Linked DNA regions of Zea mays: region 2 is linked to region 1. Evidence: chromatin contacts called from public Hi-C data. All regions are on one chromosome and are shown on one strand. Each heading gives the region's core, a stretch centred on a gene start, on an enhancer-like site or on the middle of the called end of the contact. The rest is flanking DNA. Distances are from core to core; before and after follow the strand shown.

Region 1 (2,700 bases), core at 10-2,509:
TATAGCGGAGTCGCCTCTGGAATTTCCCGAAGGTGACGAGTTTGAAGTCGGAGTCCTCTGGTGCACCGGACATGTCCGGTGGCACACCGGACAGTCCGGTGCGCCAGACCAGAGGTGCCTTCGGTTGTCCCTTTGCTCTTTGGTTGAACCTAATACTTTGTCTTTTTATTGGCTAAGTGTGAACCTTTAGCACCTGTATAACTTATGCACTAGAGCAAACTAGTTAGTCCAAGTATTTGTGTTGGGCAATTCAACCATCAAAATTAATTAGGGACTAGGTGTAAGCCTAATTCTCTTTCACCGAGCAGCAGCGTGCGCCGTTAGGAGGCCATCCCAAACATTGCGTGGCGCAGGGGCGATACATTGGAGGAGAGCAGAGGGCAACATAGCTCCTCCTCGGCGCAGTGTGCCGCCGCCGCATCGGCGTGGGTCCCAAGCGGCGAGGGCAGGGGAGTGGGTTGGTAGAGGAGCTGAAAGGCGATGGGCATCGCGTGGAGGAGGGCACAAAGTGGGATGCCGTGGTACGAGGTCAACAAGGGGCATGGGTGGCGGGGAAGCTTCCGGCGTCGAGGCCGAGGTGGCGGCTGGCACCACGCGGGAGGAGGAGCTGAGTCGCTGAGATGCCCTAGAGGCGCTAGCTGCCCTGGTGGGTCGGAGAGGGAGGGGCCGGGGCGGAGATCGACGCGGATGGCTCCTTCCGTTTCGGTTGGATTGAAGAAAAAACTGCGTCCGCAGCCACGTGTCAGCAAGCCGATAGCAGCGGCACCCGTGAGGCGCCGACATGCCTCCAATTCCTAGCGGCTTTTAACAAGAAGTTACTAGTGTGTGTATATGTGTAAAATAAATGATTTAAACCATTCGGTCTCATTTAAGAGCATCACACCAAAGACTATTTACAGCAGACTAATTATCTCACTCTATATTTTACTAACTATTTTAAACTTTACTCTATAAATATGTCATCTATAATATAAAACAGTGTTTTGCATTGCAAAGTTGGTTTAAACCCGGTAAGAATGCATGGATGTGTAATGAATTCTGCCGGGTTTTTTCCCCCTGAAACACAAGAAAGATAAAATTGGTCGAGGCGTGGAGCTCAAGTGCAAGTGCTGAACTGCCTATTCTTGGCGGTCCAAAAGTCACGTCACCGTTGGCGAGATGAGGTCATGCTCATATATCTCCAATCATTGCTCTTTGTCTATATATACACGCGTTTAACACAAAGAGTTAGGCACAGCGCTGCACACCACCTTATCATCTCTAATCGGAGATCAAAGAAGCACAGCCGTTAACGATGGCTTCCGACGAGCTGGCAAAGGTCGTCGAGCCGAGGAAAAAGGGCAACGTCAAGTACGCCTCCATCTGTGCCATCCTCGCCTCCATGGCCTCCGTCATCCTTGGCTATGGTAGCCATTCTTCCGTTGCTGTCAAAACGTTTTGCCTTTTGCTTTGCAAGAGTAACTGGTAGGTGAAGTTTATGTTCTGTTCACCAACCCTGTAGACATCGGGGTGATGAGTGGAGCGGCGATGTACATCAAGAAGGACCTGAGGATCACGGACGTGCAGCTGGAGATCCTGATAGGGATCCTGAGCCTCTACTCGCTCTTCGGGTCCTTCGCCGGCGCGCGCACGTCCGACAGGATCGGGCGCCGCCTGACCGTGGTCTTCGCCGCCGTCATCTTCTTCGCGGGGTCGCTGCTCATGGGCTTCGCCGTGAACTACGGCATGCTCATGGCGGGCCGGTTCGTGGCCGGAGTCGGCGTGGGCTACGGGGGCATGATCGCGCCCGTGTACACGGCCGAGATCTCGCCGGCGGCGTCCCGGGGCTTCCTGACGACCTTTCCGGAGGTGTTCATCAACATCGGCATCCTGCTCGGCTACGTGTCCAACTTCGCGTTCGCGCGCCTCCCGCTCCACCTCGGCTGGCGCGTCATGCTCGCCATCGGCGCGGTCCCGTCCGCGCTGCTGGCGCTGCTGGTGTTCTGCATGCCCGAGTCGCCTCGGTGGCTGGTCCTGAAGGGCCGCCTCGCGGACGCCAGGGTCGTGCTGGAGAGGACCTCGGCCACGCCAGAGGAGGCCGCGGCGCGGCTGGCCGACATCAAGGCCGCGGCGGGGATTCCCAGGGACCTGGACGGGGACGTGGTCGCCGTACCCAACAAGGGGCGAGACGGCGGCAGTAGTGAGACGCAGGTCTGGAAGCAGCTCATCCTGTCCCCGACCCCGGCGGTGCGGCGCATACTGCTGTCGGCCGTCGGGCTCCACTTCTTCCAGCAGGCCTCCGGCAGCGACTCCGTGGTCCAGTACAGCGCCCGCCTGTTCAAGAGCGCGGGGATCACCGACGACAACAAGCTGCTGGGCGTGACCTGCGCGGTGGGCGTGACCAAGACGTTCTTCATCCTGGTGGCCACGTTCCTGCTGGACCGCGCGGGGCGGCGGCCGCTGCTGCTGGCCAGCACGGGCGGGATGATCGTGTCGCTCCTCAGCCTCGGCGCGGGCCTGACCGTGGCGGGGCACCACCCGGACGGCAAGGTGGCGTGGGCCGTGGCCCTGTGCATCGCGTCCACCCTGGCCTACATCGCCTTCTTCTCCATCGGGCTCGGCCCCATCACGGGCGTGTACACCTCGGAGATATTCCCGCTGCGGGTGCGCGCGCTGGGCTTCGCCGTGGGCGTGGCCAGCAACCGCGTCACCAGCGCCGTC
Region 2 (2,883 bases), core at 131-2,630, 140 kb before region 1:
TCAGTGAAACATATGCATTTCAGATTGCCAGTCAATCATCCAGTGGTACTGGAACACAGCGGACAAGTACTACAAACATAATATATGCATATATAATCTATTTTTGTGGTGATGATATAGATATGGACTTTGATGAACTGATTCAGTAAAAATGTGTTATTGATCAGTTACGGCCATTCAGTAAAAATCTTAGCTAATCCTTTGAGCCATTATGGTGTTTCTTCTAACAATATGGGTAACAGGGATTGGGGGGCAATGTGCCATTTATGCAGCTTCATATTTCGAAGCCTTAATCTGTTGATGCTGAATTTGAGGAACACCGACCAGATGTTAAGGCCATTCTCAATTGATGGTTTTATTGCACAGTTTTCAAGGTTGTCATGTCAACATTTGTGCAGGAAACAGTGTATGCAGAATTGCATCCCATAAAATTGCATGTCATGTCATCCTCTTTGCATATGCGGCATGTCATTTAATGAGAATTAAACTTCCACTGAGAATGGCCTAATGACCAGACAAATATCACGCCACACTACATGTCATTCACAATATGTCACAACTTGGGGGAACACAGAGGACACCAGTAATGAAGACAAACAATTGTACACCAGAGAAACATGTTAGAACTTAGAAGGGAAGTGCAGGAGAACGCAAACAACCAAACACAACAAAGCCACTAGTTCCAAATTCCAATCCTACAAGCCGAAGCACATAAGTGGCAAAATGGCAGATTAAACCTTACAGGTCACTAGATCTTAGGTAATTGTTCCATCATGGTTCGTGGTGTGCCTATACAAGGACACACGTTTAACTCGTTCAGTCAACCGTGAGAACTGTGTGTTGCACATGTGAACCGCAAAATAGCAAAAGTCCTGTTCAGTTGCTACTATCAACATGACATTTCTAAGATGGTATGATCCAATGATGGCAGGGATCAGGTGTTCTATCAAGCAAACCTATGCGGACAATAAGTGAGGAATGGGAAACTAGCGAATTGGCAATGGGGTTAACTTACATCGCTCTCGTAGCCCTCCTCGTCGTCTTCATCGTCCTCGTCGAACTCCGCCTCCTCCTCGTCGTCCTCGTCGAGATCGTAGTAGGGGTCCCGAGAGCGGCGGACGCGGCGGTTGGGCTTGAGGAGGCGCACGTTGGTCTGGAGCGAAAACGCAACGCCGCCTGCGCGGGCGTGAAGGGGGGTCGCGGAAGCGGAGGCACCATGGGCTGGGGAAGGGAGGAGGATAGAGGGCCGTGCGGCGGCGAGCGGCCGCGGCAGCTGGAGCTGCAGCGCCATGGTGCGAGCGAGGGGGATTGCGCGCACGGCGCGGCCTTGGATATTTCTTTTTGGGGTTTTATTTATTAATTATCCGCGACGGTGAGGGTAGGGAATCGGTGACAGGGCCACAGGGGGTTTGGAGACGGAGGAAGAATCTTCCGGGCGGACTGACGTGGACCGCTGCGGGCAGGCTTGACGCTACTGGGCCGGAACAAGCTTGGGCTTAACGCTACGGTGACATGCTGCAATTTGCGCGGCTGAGCCGGCGGACTCAGGTCGCATGATTTGTTGCACATTTCTTTTTCGAGAGAAAGAGTGCATTCATTCGCCAAAAAGTATAATTACTTTCTAGTTTAACGAGCTCACTGATACAAAAGAAAAGTTGTTTCTCTCATTGTGCGTCTTGCTAGCTGAGCTAATTCGTGAGCTGCTTTATTGCACTCTCTCCAATTTTACTAAACCACACATCTCAAGCATTACTCAAAGCATGTTTAATCTCCACCATAGATGTCTTAAGAGTTTTCACTAGACAATGCCTTTTTTGTCCATTGCGCTGCTAGTTCAATGCCTTCAAAACAGGACGACTACAACGGCAAGTGTGAAGGCATCCACAAGTCAGGGAGTATAGCAGCCCGACGGGACGATGTCCAGTATAGGATTCTGAAAATAGCTATTCAAAATTGCTACGAGATAAATTTTTTTAATTATATAAAGTCTAACTAGTATATATAGTACTAGGTGAGTGCCCGTGCATTACAATGAAAACACATAATATCACAGTACTGTTATGAGAAAAATGTTTCTTAATACATTTGTGATCATATCCATACATAAATTTTGTTATTTTAGTCTAGTTGTTTCACCACTACATTACAATCATCAGTACCATTGCATCAAGCTAAGGTGTAAAAAAGAAGAAGAAAAAACAGAATTTTCCTGGGTTCACCGTCATCCACTTTCTTGATGTTATAAAGTGAATCCTATTCACTATTGTTTAAGGGGGTGTTTGTTAACCAGATTAAATAATCTAACAACTTTTGAACTAACACTTAGTTCAAAAATTGTTGGATTATATAATCTGGATAGATTATAATACCAAACAAACACCCTAAGTATCATTCACGTAACTAAACACAACTAATAGGCTTAAACACAACCCAGAACCCAGATCCATTTGTCTTCCAGAGCAAAACCAAAAGGACACGATTTGAATATTTCTACAAAAAATGATGCAGCATGCCATTGCTAAAAATTACAACATATTTAGTGACAGTCAGAAGCAGACTGCTTTAAAAAAAAGGAATGAGCAATAGCATTTACAAAGGTCAAGAGTCAAGAGTACAACAAGAAAAACAATAAAATGTCAGTAACAAATAAATAGTAAATATAATCAATCTAAGTAATAGATAGGCAATGATCACTTTATATCAGGGGCTAGCCAAACACAACCCAGGAAACATAGAAACACATTTGCTCAAGGTACTCACACATTGAGAGAAGAGAATATGGAAGCACACTCTACTTCAAGGTTAGTGAAAGTCAGTGATGATGTCCCAAGCAATAAAAGTTGAAGGTTGGAGAGCAACTCATTCAACAGAATCAATAACAAG

The links. A called contact is a pair of places that touch in the nucleus more often than the background predicts.
Region 2: a Hi-C map of tassel shows a contact between it and region 1, with 2.7 times the contacts expected there. The contact joins the promoter of LOC100285943 here to the promoter of LOC103647781 in region 1. A contact is called at or near these places in 3 of 25 Hi-C or Micro-C datasets (ear, leaf and tassel).

The regions. Positions count from the first base shown.
Region 1 is chr2:214,515,535-214,518,234 of Zm-B73-REFERENCE-NAM-5.0, reverse strand. It overlaps LOC103647781 (putative polyol transporter 1), which reads left to right and starts at 1,259. Exons shown (of 2, transcript NM_001322985.1): 1 at 1,259-1,406; 2 at 1,502-2,700. The coding sequence starts at 1,295.
Region 2 is chr2:214,651,387-214,654,269 of Zm-B73-REFERENCE-NAM-5.0, reverse strand. It overlaps LOC100285943, which reads right to left and starts at 1,380. Exons shown (of 5, transcript NM_001413843.1): 1 at 1,016-1,380. The coding sequence starts at 1,291.